Regions from separate parts of the Mus musculus genome. Here all the other regions are linked to region 2. Evidence: chromatin contacts called from public Micro-C and promoter capture Hi-C data. All regions are on one chromosome and are shown on one strand. The core of a region is the stretch at or near the end of the contact, and the rest is flanking DNA. Distances in the headings are between cores, read along the strand shown.

Region 1 (4,447 bases), core at 310-2,809, 600 kb before region 2:
GATGACTATATATTTTGTGCCCACATGTTTAGAGATTCAGGCTGGAGAGTGAAAGCCTCCATGGAAGATCCTAGAAAACCACAAGGGGTATCAGGTAGAAAGAGCCAGAGAGGCCTCCTCTGCTCCCACCAATGTCCAGCTGGCCTAGGTTGTGGGTCTTAAGCAGCACATGTTTTGGCATGTCCTACAGAGAGAGCATACAAAAAGAAGCACAAGCCTTATACATGGCAACAGTGGCTCTTCTTACCCCATCTCAGACAGCTGATGAATGCCAAGGTTGGGAGCAGCATGGGGGGGGGGTGTGTATGTGAGATCAACAGAATGTTCTGGGTAGGACTGCCTGCCAACTCTCCAGGTAGTAGGGAAGACCAGGCTGTGGGACTCCAGCTAAGGAAGGTTCCTGCTAACCTCCAGGTCTAGTTGGGAAAGCTTTATGAACTATGAGGCAGAAGGGATTGTTCCTGATGTGACCCAGCCTGGCTCATCATCTCTATCTCCGAGTCACAACACTGTTCCTTGCTCTGTGTCTTCACCAGCACCAAATCAAGTTCAAGTGCTGCTGGCTCACTCCTAAACACCTCAAATGGAACTTAAGGACATAAAACAGCTTAAATGCATGTAGGTTTGGCCACAGTCTAATGTTACCACGGCAGATGGTATTTAATAAACCACCGGAAAGAGTACTTGGTAGTAATTAATCATTAGCATAACCTTTTACTGAGGCTTGTAAGAAATCATAGGCTTGTAGGAATCTTTGCAGGGTGCAAAGCTAATCCTTGTCCCTCTTTCTTCAGTGAAGATGTAAAACGTTAGTAAACAGAAACGTTACTTCCCAAGTTTCTACTGGCACTTTCATTGCAGTAGAAAAGCTGGTCTTGGGTCTGTCCCTGACAGACCATCCGTCTCCCCAAGGTCCCACTTGGACTCTGATCTTGGTCAGAGAAAATAGAATAAGAGAGGGTGATTGAAATCTGTGTTGTGTCCTGAGGCGCCACATGTCTTAGATGGCAAGCATACAAGCCTTAATTTGCTTCTGAAAAGCTTAGTTATCTCTCCAATGCCTGGAAGTTATTAGTAGACCCCAGGTTTGATGAAAGGACTTTCAATGTGTCTTAGTTAGGAGAAATTTTTTTTTTTTTTTTTTTTTTTTTTTGCACACAGCCTGTCTCTCCAGCCACATGATGAGAACTTTTGGAAGTGCGTGGGGGTTGGCGGGGGGGGGGGGGGGGAGCATCTCAGGGGCTGGGACAGGAAGAAACCTTAGGAGAGAAGGCTCCTGGAGGGAGTAGGAAATGAATGGAAGTGGGAGTAGGTGCGAATGCCCCGGGCACTAACAGCTGTTTCCACAAACCGCACTGAACGCAATGGGGTTGTCCTGGGGAGGAGCCAGAGCAGGGTGAGGTTGCACTCAGAGCTCAGCGGATTAGGATGGCTTGGGTGAACCTGTCCCAAAGAAAGTTTTAAACACAGCCGAAGCTCCGCCCACCCTCCTGGGCCCGCCCCTTGCAGGCTTGGTCCCGCCCGCCCGTTCCAGATCACGTCACAGCGCAGGCGCCGCGCGCCAGCGTCCGGTTTGAAAACATGGCGCCAGGCCAGCGGTTGGTTTTGTGTGAAGAGACTGTACGAGAGCGCAGCGGCCTGGGTCCCCACCGCGACCTGGGTGCGTGGGGGACAGACTGGGTTGGCCTGCCGGGCCTGATAGCTCTGCCTCCGTGCGAATGGCACTTGACCACAAACGGTCTCGGCCCGTGGGGCAAGGAGGCGGGGCCGGCTGGGCGGGTTTGTGGGGAAGGGCGTGGCTAAGGTCCTGGAGAGCCGGTGGACGCGGCCTGGGTTTTCTGTGGGACCGCGGTCAGGCTGAGCCCCCCGCTTCTTTTTTGCAGCAGCTTTCATCTGTCTTCCTGGGTTCCTACATGGCATTTCGCTTATGAAGATGCAGGTCTCTTTTTATATGGTTTGGACATCAAGGCCCCATTACGTTTTGAGCAAGAGATCGTGCGGAATTTGTGTTGTGATTTTTTTTTTTTCCTTTTTAACTTTTTTCCCCTGGACTTTGACAGGGAAACCACGCAGGCCTAGAATTTTCCATTGTTGAAGATTTTCGATTACCATTTTTTAAATTCGATTACGATTTTTAAACTTATAGTGGTTTCACCTAGAGTGCATTTTCGTTATCTAAATCGTTTTTTCTTGATTGTCAACCATATCTACATAGAACTGACTACAGCATTCTCTTACTATTTTATTAATGCTTGTGGGGCCTGTAGGGATATTCCCCATTTTCATAAATGGTACTTAATCTGGCTCTATCTTTCAGTCATGTTGGAGATATACGGTTTTTGGTCATGCCAAAGACACCACTTTTGGGTTGGTTGATTTGTCTTCACTGTTTTTAAATTTTACCTTTTTCTCTGTGCTTGCTTTGCATTTATTTTCCTCTTTAGATTCTAGAAGTGAAACGTGTGGATTAAAGCTTGTTTTATAATTTAAATCTCTTAATCTGTACATTTCTCTTTACGTATCACATAGCTGCACACACTAACACATTTGTTAGTGTTTATATTTCTACTGTGTGTTAAGGTACTGGAGATAGAACATAGGGCTTTGCATATGCTAAGCAAATGCCCTGTCATGGGACTTCACCCCAAACGTTTTTTTAATTTTTCAAGTGTGTTATTAAGCCAAGATGACCTTGATCTCCATTTTTAACGGAACCTGGCCTTGGAATTTTAGTCCGACACTCAAGTGGCTAGGATTGCAGGCAGTTGCCACCATGACTGGTTCTAATTTTCATTGATTTTAATATGCTTTTCAAATATCCCTTTAGGTATCTTCTTAGACCTCCAAATTATTTAGTGATTGCTCACATTTTTATTCTTTAGGGATGTCTTTTTAACGAATTATGTGTCGGGAGGTTTTCTTGTTTTTTTGTGTGTAATTCTATTATTGTCAGAGAACATACTGTGTATGATTTTGGTTCGCTTAAGTCTGCAGAGATTGTTTAATGCCCAAGAATCTGGTTTCTCTTGGAGAGTGTTCCAAGTACATGTAAAAACTGTGTCAGGTTGATTTTATTGGCTGATAGTATTCAGGTCAACCAGGAGGATTCTCTGTATAAAGACTTTGTTATTTAGTAAGAGGGTATATTAGTTGGTTTTCTCATTTCCTATGTGGGGGAAAAAAAACCGACAAGAAGCAACTTAAGGGGCTGGCAAGATGGCTCAGTGGTTAAGAGTGCCGACTGCTCTTCCGAAGGTCCCGAGTTCAAATCCCAGCAACCACATGGTGACTCACAACCATCCGTAACGAAATCTGATGTCCTCTTCTGGAGTGTCTGAAGACAGCTACAGTGTACTTACATATAATAAATAAAATAAATCTTTTTTAAAAAAAAAAAGAAAAAGAAGCAACTTAAGAGTGAGAAGGTTTATTTTGACTCACAGCTGGAGGAGATAAAAGTCAAGGTGAGGAAGGCATAGTGGCTAGGGTGTAGGGTAGCTGTTCACATTGCGTTTGCAGTTAGGAAGCAAATAGCAATGAATACTAGTGCTCAGCCTGCTCGCCTCCATTATTTGCTCTTGCTTGCTTGCTTGCTTGCTTGCTTGCTTGCAAGTCAGGGTCTTTCTATGTAGCTCTGGCTGACCAGGAACTTGTAAGAAGTAGTGGTCCATAGCTGTAATCCTGGACTCAGGAACTTGAAGCAAGACGATCTAGCATTCAGGGCCATTCTTGGCTGTCTGGATTTGTCTCAAAAGCAAACAAACAAACAAAATCAAGAACATTTTAAAAAGACAGTATTCAGGGCTCTTGAGATAGGCACAGGCCCTGATGCAGTAGGATTTTTGCAGTATGAGAAGATTCTGTTCCCAGTATGACATGGGCAAGTAGATGTTCTAGCCAGCAAGTAGTGTGTAGGGAGGCAGGGGGTCCATGGCTGGAACATTACTAAGAGGAAATGAGGAAGCAGAATGTTGCTGTGGCCCTGGGGATAATGAATGATAAGTGATACAGTGAGGGACCAAGGTGAGCAGGCACCGTGGGCAGAGAATTCTTGGTGAAATGACTTATCAGGGTTCTCTGCTAACCTCTGAGTTATAAGAAGTGCACCAATGGGCCTAGGATAGCATCTATAAGCCTGACTTTGGTCAAGCAGAGTGTCTGTCAGTATCTGTTGGGTTTCTAAAAATGTCTAAAATATTCCCCCTGAATTGAATTTCTATTACACTGTTTTAAATTTTAAAAAAGATTAAAATCTTACAATTTTCTATTCTTAGCTGAACTTCGATCTTTATCTATTCCTGGAACATACCAAGAGAAGATTACTCACCTGGGAAACTCTCTGATGCACTTGACAGCTCTAAAATCCTTAGACCTCTCACGTAACTCCTTGGTTAGCCTTGAGGTGCGTTTAGGCTTATTTGTTAAAATATCAGTGTCAGATGAACGT
Region 2 (4,799 bases), core at 211-2,710:
CAAGGGATAGAGTTGTAGGGTAGGAGGTTGTGGACTGAAACTGAGAGTAATAAAGTTCAAATATGACTGCACCCTAAGCCCTCCTGCTGGGCACAGCCCCAGGCCGTGAGGAGCAACCTGACAGCAGCAAAGACTTCAGGAAAAGCCTCACAGGCTCCAGACACAACCAGGAAAGAGGACAAGACCTGGGGGCCAATATGAGGCCTTTACTTTACACTCTCCGTGTTCAATTCTGCTGACCATCCATTCCTACGGGTGATAACTAACCCCACTGGATGCTTTGAGCAGAAACCGGTGCTTGGGAAAGTAATAATTTCAACAGACTTTACCTTAATATTATGTCTGATAGGTTACACATTTAAAAACACCATCTCCTCCTAGAGCTGGTCCCTTACAGTTGGAAATACTACTCTGCCTGTAAACCACGGAAGTCTGAAACTGTGAACTCTGCTCATTACTCAAAGAAGGGTCCCAGAAGTGACCACAGCACCACAGACCTGGCCCCTGAGTAAAAAAAGGTCCCACGTGCCGGGTCTCACGGTGAGAACCACAAGAACAGATAGCAACTGTGCCTAGATCCAGGTCCCCGCTCACTACTAGCCAGCCGCAGCGCACAGGTTCCCTCTCACGTGGGAACTATGTTGTATAAAGTTGATACCGGGCACAGGCAGCCCAAGGGAGCATCGCTAACAACCGACACAGTGTACTAGACACAGGAAACAATCTGCAAACATGGATGTGGAAATCATCCTATTGGGTTATGCCAGGGGCCCCGCGCGTCCGGTGCTCCAGATGACAATTCAGGTTCCGACACTAGGCCACGGAGACACACAGTAGGCCTCCTAGCTGTGCGGAGACGCTGGAAAGGGGCTGCCTGATGCGAGGACACCCCCCCACCCCCGCCCACCTCCAGGCCTCCTGCTGGCGGGAACCCGGGCCAGGCCTGGGATGAGGGTGCAGGGCCCAAGGGATGGAGTGCAGGGTCCAGTACCGAAACCAAAAGGGTGTAAGTCGGCGTGCACGCAGGCGGCGGGAAGCGGGACCCTGGCGCGGGTTGGAAGAGTGCTGCAGGGGAGGGGTGCGGCTCACGGAGGACCGGGCGGCGCCCAGCCCCTCCCCACCGCATCCCGAGCGCATCCTGGATAGAGTACAGCAGCGCTGCGGAGAACCCACCTGGGCCTTCTGCAGGGCGCTCAGTCGCAGCTCGTGCACGAAGGGGTTCCGCCCCGGGGGCGCTAGGCGCCGCGCGTCGCCTGCCCCAGAGCTGGAGGAGGGGGCGGCCCGCGGCCCGCGGCCCCGCAGCCTCATGGCTGCCCGCGCCTGAGCAAGGAGTAGAGCAGATGGAGCTCAGCCGACCGAGCTCAGCTGAACCGAGCCAAGCACAGAAGAGCCGAGAGCAGCAGAGCTAGCAGAGCGCGCGGGAGAGGGCCTAGGATGCGCGGCCGCCCGGAGGCGCAGGCGCGGGAGGGGCGGCGTGACGTGGGTGGGGCCAACGGGGTGCCCCGCCCAGACCGCTCTGGGCTATGAATGCGCCTGCGCGTCTTAAGGCTCCTGGACTTAGGGGAATCCTGCGAATTTGCATGTGTAGGGAGACCTTAAATTTTGGGTCGCAGGACTGAACTGGGCAGGCCCACTTCTCAGCGCAACGCTGTCCTCACAGGCAGCTTCCTTCCCCTAACCATTGTAATCCATCAGTCGCCATCGAGGGAGAAGATAGGCTAGGAGACCCTAATTTGTATCACACCATTAACTAGGACTCTAAATAGCCTTTCTGCTAAAATGTATTCATTTGACTCACTGGATGCCTTTTGTACTTTGTATCCTGTTTTAAAATAGGATACAAAGTAGCTTTCTGATCAAAATGTATACATTTGAAAAACTAAAGAAATGCCTTTTGTAGCAACACCAGGTGCTTTTATTTGTATAGCTCATAGAACACTCAACAAGCAGGTACTGGGAGACAGAGGGTCTAGCCTCAGTCACCAGACAGGAAAAAGGAGCTAAATTCTGCCTAATTCCAGATACCCTTGGCTTCCTGTCTAACCTCCCCAAAGTCCAAACTTCCTGTGGACACCAGAGCTCTCAGAGTCTCCACCACATCCTCTCACAATAGAGTGACCAGAGCCTCTGATAACTCCTGACAGAAATGTGACCAGGCTCTGTTTTGAGGAGTTGGCTAGAAGAAAAATGCTCGCACAGATCTTGTCACTTCAAAGCTTCATCTTGTATTGGACACGTGACGTTATCTTGAGATTCCCTTGTCCCCTCTGCAAAATGAGCCATGAAGCAGCGACAGTACACATAGCCTTTCCTCTGGGCTAAGAAGGCTGTGGAGATCCTTAAGGACTATGAGCAAACTTAATGTTCTTTTTTTTTTTTTTTTTTTTTTTTCAAGACAGGGTTTCTCTGTTTAGCCCTGGCTGTCCTGGAGCTCACTTTGTAGACCAGGCTGGCCTCGAACTCAGAAATCCACCTGCCTCTGCCTCCGAGTGCTGGGATTAAAGGCGTGCGCCATCACACCCGGCCTTAATGTTCTGATATGTTGTCCTGTGACCTAGATTCCACTGATTCTAGATTTTAATTCCCATTTGTTCAAGTCTCAGACACAAGAGTGTAGCATCCAAGGATCTTCAGCTCCCTGTCAAGAAAACCCCAGGGCACAAAGGCCTATCAGGCTTACAAACAGACCTTTAGAGGAAGGAAGACAGGCGGGCCAGGTGCCACCTGAAGTCTACAAGCAAAGAAGCCTGCGGGTATCCTGGGCCAGGATTTCTGTAGCCTCAAAGCTGGGTCATAGAAAGCTGTGAACATCCTGTGTAGCGGTGTTGACCCAAGTCCACATATTTTGTGGAAAGAAAATCTTTTGCAGGTGATCATGATGACTCTAATAGATTTGTCAGGACCCATCCAGTATTAGTGATGTCTTTGTGAATGGGAGATTTGAATGAGGAGACAAGGCAGAATGGGGGGTGGGGGGATGCCATGTAAGACCAAGTTTTCCTAATTGAGGATGTTCAGCCACCTGAAGCTGGAGAGAGAGCTGGGAGGACCCTTCCTTAGAGACATCAGGGAGAGCTGCCTCTACCTTGATCTTGGTCGTTTATCTTTCTGAGGTGTGAGAGGATGCAGCTGTTTTTTCATCCAGATTGTAATCAATTGTTCAGAGCCCCAGGAGGTTCACAGTACAGTATGAGTCCCTGAATGGATTAGGGAGGAACCATGTCCCAGCCCTGCAATCTAAGCAAAATGAATAGGCCAGGCAGAGTCAGTGTCCCACTCCCAGGAGAGGACTTGTCTGCACCACCTGCCCTGTTCTACCTTTGAGGAAGCCCCATCGGAAATGTGACCTGGTGGAAACCCACAGTGTATCCTTGGGCCGATGAGGCATGTTTGGAGGAAGGAAATGATTTGTTTAGAGCAGGTTTTGGTGAGACACAGAGGCCAGAAGATAACTGTCAAAAGGAAGACATTCCTGCTCACAGATCACAGGAGTGGCAGAGTGGAAACTGCAAACCCTTTTATAGCTGTACTGGCTGGAATTATTTCTTTCCCTCTCCTTCACATTTAATGTGGTAGTCTTTCACTGCCTTTGAGAGGTGGGAGTGCAGATTGCTGGTTCAGACCTTTCTTATTTAATACTGTCCATTTTCTTATAAGCACGGCTTTGTCTGCATCCCACACATGCTGGCCTGCCGGTTTTCCACTTTCCTTCAGTTTTTAATTTACTTTCTATTGTCCCTGGTGGTCTCTTTGACCCATGTGTTGTTTCATTAGCTGGATATTAATGTCCAAATATTTGGAAAGGTGCCAGGCACATTCCTGTCATTAATTTTAATAACTCCTTTGTGGTCGCAACACATAGGCTCTGTGAACACATTAGATTTGTGGCCTGTAATTATGCATTTGGGGTGGAGTGTTCTGTGAATGCTGGTGGGTTACATCGTGCATGGTCTTGTGCAGGCTCTACCTCTTCCTACACTTGTATTACTTGTTCTGTTAATTATGGAGGCAAAGCTTATTTGAGCACTTTTCTATTTTACTTCTGAATGCTTTTAGCTCTTGTCTTCTGTATTTTGCAGCATTGTCATTAGGTGCAAACATACTCAAAGGGATTGCTTCTCCACTAATCTCTTTATCATGATGGAGTCTTATGGTCATGCTTCCCCATCTTGTTAACATACTTTTCTTTTTAACCGACCTCAAAATCCAGTCCCTTTGGCATCATTATTTAGATAAATGAGATTGGTGGTTCAACCAAAAATTCTGACACTCAAGAAGCTGAGACAGGAGGAGCTCTGTGATTTTCAAAGCCAGTCTAATGTACACTGCAAGATTCTTGTTTAAAAAAAAAATACCCCCCATCCAAACCAAACCACACCACACCACACCAAACCACATCAAACCACATCAAACCAAGCCAAACCAGCAGTATTTATATCCTCTGCATCTGAGGTGCCAGCAGACTTAGAGTTAGATCTTCAGTTCTGTTGTTAGCTTTCTGATTATCTTCTCTGGCCATGCTTTGTGCTTTTTCTCTTCTGGACCAATTCAGCAGGTTTTCCTTTATCTCTTACCATTGGCTCATCGGCTTTACCTCTTCATTAACATTTTAGTATTTATTTTAGGGCTTAGTATGCATTCTCTGATGGCATTTCAAGCAGTATGATGTCACTTTACATGTGAGACTCCCTAGCATCCACTTCCGTTTCTTTCCTGCCCTTCCCACCACTGCTCTTGTGTGTTTTAACTTTATATATGCTAAACCTCTATTATTATTTTTGCTTTTAACAGTCAATTAT
Region 3 (4,660 bases), core at 1,348-3,847, 540 kb before region 2:
GCTCAGACCAAGACTGGTCAAAGAAGATAGTCTAATAGAATAGCAGCTGTGTGATTTCACATGTGTAAAGGTCAAAACTACAGGCAAGAGCTAAGCCAGTGTTCAAGGATGATGTTCATGAGGTGAAATTGTCAGGACTCTTCCAGCCCACACTTTCCACCACAGGACAGAGGGCAGTGGGGATGGTTGCCAGGAGGAAACGGAAATTACAGTACTGAAGCAGGGTCGCTATGGGAGGGATCTTCAGGGGCCAGCCATCTGGCAGAGCTCACTAAAGCCTGGTAGGTGGCGAAGGAGCCTGAGCTACTTCATGAACCAACCCCCCTCATACTTGCCTGAAAGAGACCAAAGAAACCCTTACATTTGGGCATTTAGACATCAAACCATGACTTAAAGCTAAGTTACATCATTGTACCGTTACGGAGACCTTGGGTCCAAAGAGGTCTCATTCTTCATCAGGAAAAGTCATTCTGTCCATGGAGTTTTCCCTGATAACAGTAAACCATTTGTGGGGCACACAAGTGCAGGCTTCAGTTCACAGAAACCACACCCTCTGGGACCCCAGCAGGGCTGCTCCATTCTATTCCTGCCTTGGACAAAGACACTACGGAAAGGCTTTCCAAGGGCTGCAGAGGTAAGATAGAGAACAGATCTGAGGGTACTATGGGTGGATGCTGTAGGTCTTCGAGGAGCTACCGTAGGTGGGAAATGCTCAGAGTGATGCCATTGGTGAAGGATGCCATAAAGAGACTCCTGCGGGTCATATGTGGAACTGTCATGGGTGGGGCTATTTTGATTGGGAGGTGGTATAGGTAGGGAGATGCTGTGGACAGGAAAAGTCCTGGCCATAAATAGAGAATGCTGAGGTAGCAACACTGTGACCCTTCTCTATGAAGAAACTGGTCTTTCCAGGTTGAATCGGCACTAGGAGCCCCCATGAGGGTGTTAGGGACTGGAAGCCATGTCTGAACCCTGGCTGTGGCTGAGCAGCTCCAACTCTTCCTTTCAGGAGGAAGTGGTAAGCTCCATTCTCCTGCATGGGGGGTCTCTGGGCACACAGCCTTCCTGGGCGAGGGAGATGGGATGGACAAGGCTGTAAGGTTCCCTTCCCTGGCAAAACTGAAATCACACCTCCTACAGGCTCCTCCTTCAGTCGTGCACTATAAATAGGACAGCAGGCCCTGCTGAGGAAGCTGGGTCTCATCCTCCCTGAAGCTCAGCAGAGCTGTCTGCAGGGCCCCATTCTGCAGACTTCTCCCAAGCCTCCACCCCTCATGTCTGGTTTCAGTGTTCTTAAACGGAATTTTCTAATGCTTATAAAAATTTCCAAAACCTTAGATGATAGTTAAAATAGCCATGTACCACAACCTCAAGAAATGGAGAAGGCGGACCCAAGGAGCACCAAGAGGAAAACGTGCAGCTGCGCAGGTCGCCCTCACTTCACCATCGGTTAAGACAGGGATTCTCAAAGCTGTCTATTCAAATACGCCACTTGAATAGGGCACCTTTTCTAATGGCGAGTCCCGGTGGTAATCAGGAGCTTTTCTGAATAGAGGAGTCCTTTAGAGACGCTCAGATTGTGCCCCTCCCCCTCGCCAGTCCTTCAGGGTCACGTGACGGGAGAGGGGCTGGCACGCGAGCAGAAACAGCAGCCGGCCGCCAGAGAATCCAGCTAAAGACAAGCAGGGTTTCGCGCCCCCCACCCAACTCTCCCCCGCTCCCCCAAACACACACAACATTGCTCCAGTCGTGGAGAGCTCGCGCCGCCTAAGAAAGCCACCTACACGGCCAAGGGAGCCCAGATACGCAAGTGGGCTCTGGGCCGAACGCCTCCATTCGCCCCAGGACACGCACAGGACCAATCACCAGGACACAGCCTGTCCAAAGCTGCGCCACAAAGGGTACTACTCGTCTTCCTCACCTAGTTCAAGGCCTCGTTTACATAACCGAAACCGCCGAGCAAGGGTCGAGTCCTCCCTCTCCTTCGCGCAAACGTGGGCATTCAACATGCGACCCTGACAAAACCCTCGCCATCTCGAATGAGAGATGCAGGCTCGAAAGGAGGGTGACATAGAGAACTGGCGCTGTCACCTGCAGGACGCAACGCGCGCTCAGGATTCTGGACCCATGAACCCCCGGCAGCTCCAGCTCCGGTATGCACAGCTCCGGGCGGTGGCTTCTCTTTACCCCGTTTTCCACCAGGTTCCACGAGCAGCGACCCGGGTCGCTGGCACGAGGCCTGGCACCTTGGTCTGGTGGGGAGCCGTGGGGTGTTTTCTGTCCACCGTATCAAGTGCCGACGCAATGCGCCTGGCTCAGTGTAAACGCATACCCATTCTTGACACCACTGCTCTGAGATCTCAAAGGAACTAGTTGCTTCAGCAACTAGACCTGATCTAGCCACTGCAGAGAGTGACAGGTGGCCAGCCTCACGGACCGGAGGGGTCCCGAGCCTTGGCCCCAGAACCGCGCCTCGGACCACGGACAGCGCCCAGCGCAAGCTTACCTCCAAAACGCGTCCACTGCTGCGCCTCAGCGACTAGACGCGCGCCCAGGGGCGCCGAGCTCTCAGAGCTGTCCGCCGGGCCCCGCCCTCCGGCACCGCCCACATGCCCCTCCTCCTCCCGCTCCGCCTAGGCGCGCACTAAGGCCCCTCCCAGCAGGAGCGCAGCGCACTGACACCCGAGGCAGCCACTGCCTTACAAGGCTGCCACAGGCACAGCCAGCCTATGGACGCCGCTCGACCCAGGGTGCGGTCGCTGTGGAGCTGTGGAGCGTGGGAACCGGGCTGAGGTTGGGGAAGAGCGACTAGGGCACACCTGGCCCTGGGGCCCCGGGCGTGCGGCCAGTCGCAAGTAGGGAAGCTGAGGCTGGTGGCGCAGTCGCAGACTACACTGCGCACAACCCGTTGCTGATCCCTACCTGCCTGGAGAGCTTGATGTGCGTGGTGAGATGCTGGCCACTCGGGTTACCTGCACGAAAAGGATCCTTAGAGTCTCTGCTGATTTTCCTTCCTTCTAGGGACGCTTGCCACGGGATCTCCACCCCGCTGACTCTGTGGTGAGGTCAGGGTCGCACTGGTGGCTCTGAAGAAGATTATGGGGTTAGCAAGGAGGCAATGGGGCTGGAAGATTTGGTTCAATAGACTCTTCAGTCCTCCAGGTTCTGTCTCAGACTCTAACCAAGTCACCCACTGAGTAAGTGTGTGTGTGTGTGTGTGTGTGTGTGTGTGTGTGTGTGTGAGTGAGTGTGTGTTGGGGAATTTTCTGAGTGTCTGACAAATTAACTCATGCTTGAGGAAACCTTGTTTTGAAACTTCAGAAATGGGGCCCACCTGAGCACTTGGAGCAAATTACCCCTCCCCATGGTAGTCTCTGACCCTCAGATCCCCCGGACTCTCTGCTTTCTTCGGCTACTCAAAAATGACTAAAAAGTTACTTCTAATTCTTGCTCTCCCGAGAATTCCCACTCACCATGGAAGCCATGTGAGTTCAGGACTGTGGGACTATAAGGAATGGAGAACCAGACCCAGACTCTCTCCTTTTTTATAGGGTCTTGGCTTGGCCACTTGCCTTATGTCCCACAAAGCCCCAAGTCCTGCTGTGATGGTTTGTATATGCTTGGCCCAAGAAGTGGCACTATTTGGAGGTGTGGCCTTGTTGGAGTAGGTGTGACCTGGTTGGAGTAGGTGTGTCACTGTGGGCATGGACTTAAGACCCTCACCCTAGCTGCCTGGAAGTGAGTAGCAGCCTTCAGATGAAGATGTAGAACTCTCAGCTCCTCTTGCACCATGCCTGCCTGGATGCTGCCATGCTCCCACCTTGATGATAATGGACTGAACCTCAGAACCTGTAAACCAACCCCAATTAAATGTGTCCTTTATAAGATTTGCCTTGGTCATGGTGTCTGTTCACAGCAGTAAAACCCTAACTAAGAAACCTCCCATTCTCTGAAAATCAACAATGTAAATGAAGTTCTGAAAGCTGAAATACATGTTTATGTTTCTATTAGCATGTTTCGAAATGGTGACTTTATCGTTAAATTTTATTTTTATTTATTGTGTGTGCATATGCCTGTTTGAAAGTATGTGCGCCATTTGCATGCTGGGTGCCCTCGGAAACCAGATGGGTAAGTTAGATTTCTTAGAGCTGGAATTACAGGTAATTGTGGGATGCCTAATGTGGGTTCTGGGGATTAAATACAGGAAGACTTGTATCAATATAATAAAGTTCTAGAGGCCCGGCTGTTAACAACCATAGTCCAAGATGTCAGCTTGACGGGTTCGGATCATGGCTTCTGACCTGACCCTCCTGCAGCATGACAGCTGCTGAAGTTTCAAGGCTCTTACCTGCGACAATCTGTATAGGAGACCTGCACCAAATCCAATGGATGTGCCTCTGGTGAGCATCCCTCATAGTGACCCAGCAAAACACCTCTGCTGGGGTGATGGTGGCCCTCCAAATTCACTACATTTGGAACCTCAAAATATGACCTTACATGTAAACAGGGTCTTGGTCTGGGGACATAGTTCGGGGGGGAAAAGGCTTCTTTTCCTGTTTGGAGATCCAGGACCACAAAAAGTCCATGAGGGTGTCTGCATTTGAAATTATTGTTGCTACTTTCAGATGGGAGCTTGTCTTAGATTATCCCAGTGGATCCT
Region 4 (4,511 bases), core at 141-2,640, 880 kb before region 2:
TCAACCCAAATTTTGAAAGTTTTAGTGTTTTTAACAAACCTTGTTTAACATGTTAAGATGCACAATAATGAACAATAAATATATAACCATAATACATGGCTCAGAATGTAACGGTTTATAGGAACTATAGAATTAATACGTATGACGTATGGTAGATGCCTAATTTAGAAATATGTATGTGTATATACATATATATATATGTATGTATGCACACACACACATACACACACTAAAAGCAGGCAACTTTCAAAAACCTCCTACTATGTATAGCCATCCATCAGATATCTGATGGGGAGCCCCATCTCATACCAAAAGCCTTGAAGATAGCCAAGGCTCCCATATACAATGCTGTATTTGAATATAATCTGCTCAATACTTTATCTCTAAGTCACCGATACCTAATAAGGTATAAAGGCACTTAAGTAGTTCATCTGTTTTATTTTCCCCCTTGTTAAAAAAAAAGTCTGTACATACTCCGAACAGACACATTTTCCCCAAATATATTTTATCTGCAGTTGGTTGAACCCACCAACGCAGAACCCTTGTAGGGTAAGCTGTCATATTTATTTCCTCTGCACCAACAACATCCATTTTGGGGTTATAAAGTTCAAGGAAATAATTCAAAATATAAAGTGTTGTGCATGAATATATTCCATATTTCCTTATTTATTAATAAAAAAACAAAGAAATAAAATGGGAACGGTTCATTGTAAACTTAAACAATTCAAAATAATGGTCATAAAGATTGTGCACCAAGAGGAAAACCTTAATCTAATATTAACTGAAAATTCAGGAAACAATTACGATTATTGGTTTACTTTTTATGCTATTTAATTCCACCGAACATTTCAGCTATACTCACTAGAAAAATAGAAAAACTATCTGAAAGTGATCAAATGAGAGCGCGTTTGCAATATGGGATGCTAGCCACGATCTAAGCAGCTTTCAGGATGACAACAGGCCGGGCCTCCAGCTTCCCAGCTGCTGTAACGAAGACGAAAGCTTTGGATATAGTTTCTAGTTCAGTATCCTGGCTTTTACGTAGCCCAGTGCAGCTAGCTGCTCCTTGTCCAGCCACCAAGACATCATTCCTACCTACTCTAGAAGTCCAGGGCAGTATGTACCCCCCCCCCCCCCCATTAGTTGAGATTCAAGCGCCCAACAAAACGGGCTCTTATGGAGCTTGCGATCTCCGCCCCAGGACCCTACTTCCATCTCTCCAGATCATCCGACCCTCTCTGTTTTGGCAAACAAGAACCACCCGAGAAGCACTTTAAAGACATTGGCACCTCACTTACCCCTGGAGCAGAGCCCATCAGCGTTGCTGCCACCCTACCTCAGACGTGTTGCCACCGCCGCGTTTACAGGGCGCAGGCGCACCACCACTCACGCGAGCCAGGAGGGGCGTGTTGCGCAGGCGCAGAATCTTCCAAGCCCGACACCCGCGCGACTCGGTGCGCAAGCGCAGTCTGTCGCTGGGGCTTGCGGGAAGGCAGACATGGCCGGGGTTGGCGCAGTTTCGAGGCTTCTTCGCGGGCGGCGCTTGGCGTTAACTGGGGCGGTGAGTTAGTGCCACGAAATGGCAGGCGCTAGGAGTGCGCCACGATTCCACCCGAGTTGGCCTGAGTCTGGGAAGGTGCAGTGGGCCGAAGCCGACTGCTTTCCGGCGAAGGTCACGACCCCGAGGTCGCGGGCGTGGAGTCTGGCCTTCCCCGTCTTGGTCTAGCGAAGTTCTCCAAGGTTAAAGGGAGGGACCGGCCTGTTGCATTCTGGATGCGGACGGGTCTGCGAGTAATCCGTTGGTAGTCTGGGTGTCGACACTAAGACTTATAAGTGATGAGCTTACAGGTTTTGTGTAGTGGCCTTAGCTACTGTTTTTAAATATCAAAGAGATATTTGAAGATACCAGGTGAGACTTCTGCACCGTGTTCATCCAGTCTTGCGACTTCTTTTTGCATTTGAAGAGGTACACAGTGACTCAGGGTTGCAGGGGTCTGATGTTGGCCTCCCAGATTGTCAGATCTTGTCTCAGTGCACTCTTTGCCGGTCACCTGTTATTCGTCACACTCCTAGGGTTTTATTAACGTAAACTAAATTTGACAGGTTGGGTTCTTTAAAGTTCTGTCTCACCTACCTACTTAACAATTTAATTACAAAGTAAAGGCCCTAAGACATTGAACAGTATCGACTTGCATTGTGCATCAAATTATGGCTGCAGTTGTCTATTTTCTGAAATAGATATTAAAATGCATGTTCAATGAAATGTTCAAGGGTTAGTTGGCAGCTATTCTTGCAAGGCCAGAAGGCATTTTCAAACCTTGATAATTTCTGTGATTTGTATTTGCTGCCACAAACTCCTACTTCCACCTCTATCCCTTGGGCTCTGCAAGAAGGGTTTTAAGTCCTGATCATTGAAGCCCTTTACAGGAGATAATAAGTCAGCCACCTATAATTGTAGCAGAATTCTTTTGTAGCAGAAATAGGTGAGCCCACCCCATGCCCAGGATTCACTCCACACACTCAAGGAAAAAAAAAAAAAATAATGATAGTCTGAGCCCAGCTCTGGCTAATGCCCAAAAGGAACAGTCAAGGATAGAAGATTTTTATTAACTTGTATACACCTTAGGTTTATGCTTACCACATATGTTGGCATCCTTAAATTCCTTTCCTATTCCAGATCCAGTTTATGCTTTGACCAGTTTAGACAGAGACAGGAGACTGCAAGTCTGGCCACTTAGGCAGGTGGGAGATTTGCACAGCAAAGGTATTTTTCATTGCCTGAATTGTTTTTAAGTGCATCTTTATTGTTCCTGCCTATGGGCATCTCGTCCAGCTGTCAGAATTAGGCTTTGTTAAGAAGAGAAGTGGAGCTTTATGGAATACCATATTTAAAGTTTATTGTCACCCGGGACTGCCTTCTAGAGGAATGGTCTTTGAAAGAGAAATGGGCTTACTAGTTGTAATTCGGTTTGTCTCCTTTGTTAAGGGAAAGAGTCTAATGGCTGCTCAATCCTGCTGAAGAAACATTTACATCCTAGAATCCTTAATTTTACTTATGTCCAACAGGCCTGGTGTCTTAGTCAGGGTTTCTATTCCTGCACAAACATCATGACCAAGAAGCAAGTTGGGGAGGAAAGGGTTTATTCAGCTTACACTTCCATACTGCTGTTCATCACCAAAGGAAGTCAGGATAGGAACTCAAGCAGGTCAAAAAGCAGGAGCCGATGCAGAGACCATGGAGAGATGTTCTTTACTGGCTTGCTTCCACTGGCTTTCTCAGCCTGCTTTCTTATAGAACCCAAGACTGCCAGCCCAGAGATGGCACCACCCACAAGGGGCCTTTCCCCCTTGATCACTAATTGAGGAAATGCCTTACAGTTGGATCTCATGGAGGCATTTCCTCAACTGAAGCTCCTTTCTCTGTGATAACTCCAGCCGTGTCAAGTTGACACAAAACTAGCCAGTACACCTGGTTACTATAGTCATATCTTTGAGGTATTTTTGAAGGCAACACTTCCTTAGCTAAATACTATTTTGTGTGACTTAATGTCTCCTAAGCAAGCCTTTTAATAAATCCTTTATAAAATCAATCCTTTTGCTTCATTTCTTGTACATCAGTGTCCTCGTCCTAGGCTGGTGCTCAGTGATTCCTCTGGAGACTAAGACCTAGATATTGACTTTGATTTCAGTCTGGAGTAAAATTCCAGTTGAAAGTGAGAGTACGGTTCTAAGCATGTGAGACCAGGCTGCACAACTTTCTTTGCATAGGGGCATAATTGGAAACTATTTCTTTCAAACCTCCCTTAGTTGAATCATATTAGCTGCAGCATGTTACCTCCTTTGTGGTGGTGCTTCATAACTGTTCTGTGGTTAAGAACCAGTAAGCAGGATAATAAGACAGGAAAAACAGGATTGACACACAAATGGCACCTCTTAAAGTACGCCTTTTGGTTTTAAGAAAGTCTCTTTATGAGGATGGCTGTTCTTATGAAAATTCTGCCCTCTAACTGAATATTTGTTGGCATTTGAAGTTTGTGGGGTTTTTTTTGTTGTTTTTGTTTTTTTTTTTAATGAGGAATTTGAGTTTACCAAAGAACAGAATCAAGTTAGCAGAAAAAGAAATTTGTGACTATCGACTGAGAAGTGCTGAAGACAAGGAATTGTATTGTCCTGTCAAGGTTTTCTATATTGACAAACACTTTCAAGTTATCAACTCATCAGATTTATTTTGCCTTTGTTTTGCTTTGCATGGTTCCAATACACTGATGTGACTCACGTTTAAAGGAAAAATAAGAACAAGGGCAGCTGACTTCTATAAAGTTTGTAGAAATTCTTAGGAAAAATACATGAAGCATCATAGTAAAATACATCTTTTCTTTGGATGAGTTGTTTTTAGTGTTTTACTGGTATATCTAGAAATTTTATGATTTAGTTAGGCCTCTACAGTCAAACCATTTTGTTTGGCTTCTCAGGATCATCATAAAACCAGTGACATTCAATTCAGTATGTTG

Evidence for each region. Promoter capture Hi-C pulls out the DNA fragments that hold promoters and counts their contacts. A called contact is a pair of places that touch in the nucleus more often than the background predicts.
Region 1: a promoter capture Hi-C map of pre-B cells shows a contact between it and region 2, with 5 times the contacts expected there. The contact joins the promoter of Cep72 here to the promoter of Lpcat1 in region 2. A contact is called at or near these places in 4 of 39 promoter capture datasets (cranial neural crest, hippocampal neurons, pre-B cells and 1 more), 1 of 484 Hi-C or Micro-C datasets (CD8 T cells) and 1 of 115 datasets of contacts at active chromatin or transcription factors (memory CD8 T cells).
Region 3: a Micro-C map of embryonic stem cells shows a contact between it and region 2, with 3 times the contacts expected there. The contact joins the promoter of Tppp here to the promoter of Lpcat1 in region 2. A contact is called at or near these places in 2 of 39 promoter capture datasets (cranial neural crest and pre-B cells), 1 of 484 Hi-C or Micro-C datasets (embryonic stem cells) and 1 of 9 other capture datasets (adipose tissue).
Region 4: a contact with region 2 is called in a promoter capture Hi-C map of pre-B cells, with 5 times the contacts expected there. The contact joins the promoter of Ccdc127 here to the promoter of Lpcat1 in region 2. A contact is called at or near these places in 4 of 39 promoter capture datasets (hippocampal neurons, liver, neural stem cells and 1 more).

Annotation. Positions count from the first base shown.
Region 1 is chr13:74,059,397-74,063,843 of GRCm38.p6, reverse strand. It overlaps Cep72 (centrosomal protein 72), which reads left to right and starts at 1,559. Exons shown (of 12, transcript NM_028959.3): 1 at 1,559-1,660; 2 at 4,275-4,402. The coding sequence starts at 1,582.
Region 2 is chr13:73,463,892-73,468,690 of GRCm38.p6, reverse strand. Lpcat1 (lysophosphatidylcholine acyltransferase 1) reads right to left here and starts at 1,460. Exons shown (of 14, transcript NM_145376.6): 1 at 1,174-1,460. The coding sequence starts at 1,308.
Region 3 is chr13:74,007,356-74,012,015 of GRCm38.p6, reverse strand. It overlaps Tppp (tubulin polymerization promoting protein), which reads right to left and starts at 2,597. Exons shown (of 4, transcript NM_182839.2): 1 at 2,507-2,597. Gm15912 (predicted gene 15912) reads left to right here and starts at 2,662. Exons shown (of 3, transcript NR_168519.1): 1 at 2,662-2,940; 2 at 3,022-3,197; 3 at 3,552-3,887.
Region 4 is chr13:74,347,196-74,351,706 of GRCm38.p6, reverse strand. Ccdc127 (coiled-coil domain containing 127) reads right to left here and starts at 1,390. Exons shown (of 3, transcript NM_001168659.1): 1 at 1,299-1,390. It overlaps Sdha (succinate dehydrogenase complex, subunit A, flavoprotein (Fp)), which reads left to right and starts at 1,467. Exons shown (of 15, transcript NM_023281.1): 1 at 1,467-1,561. The coding sequence starts at 1,499.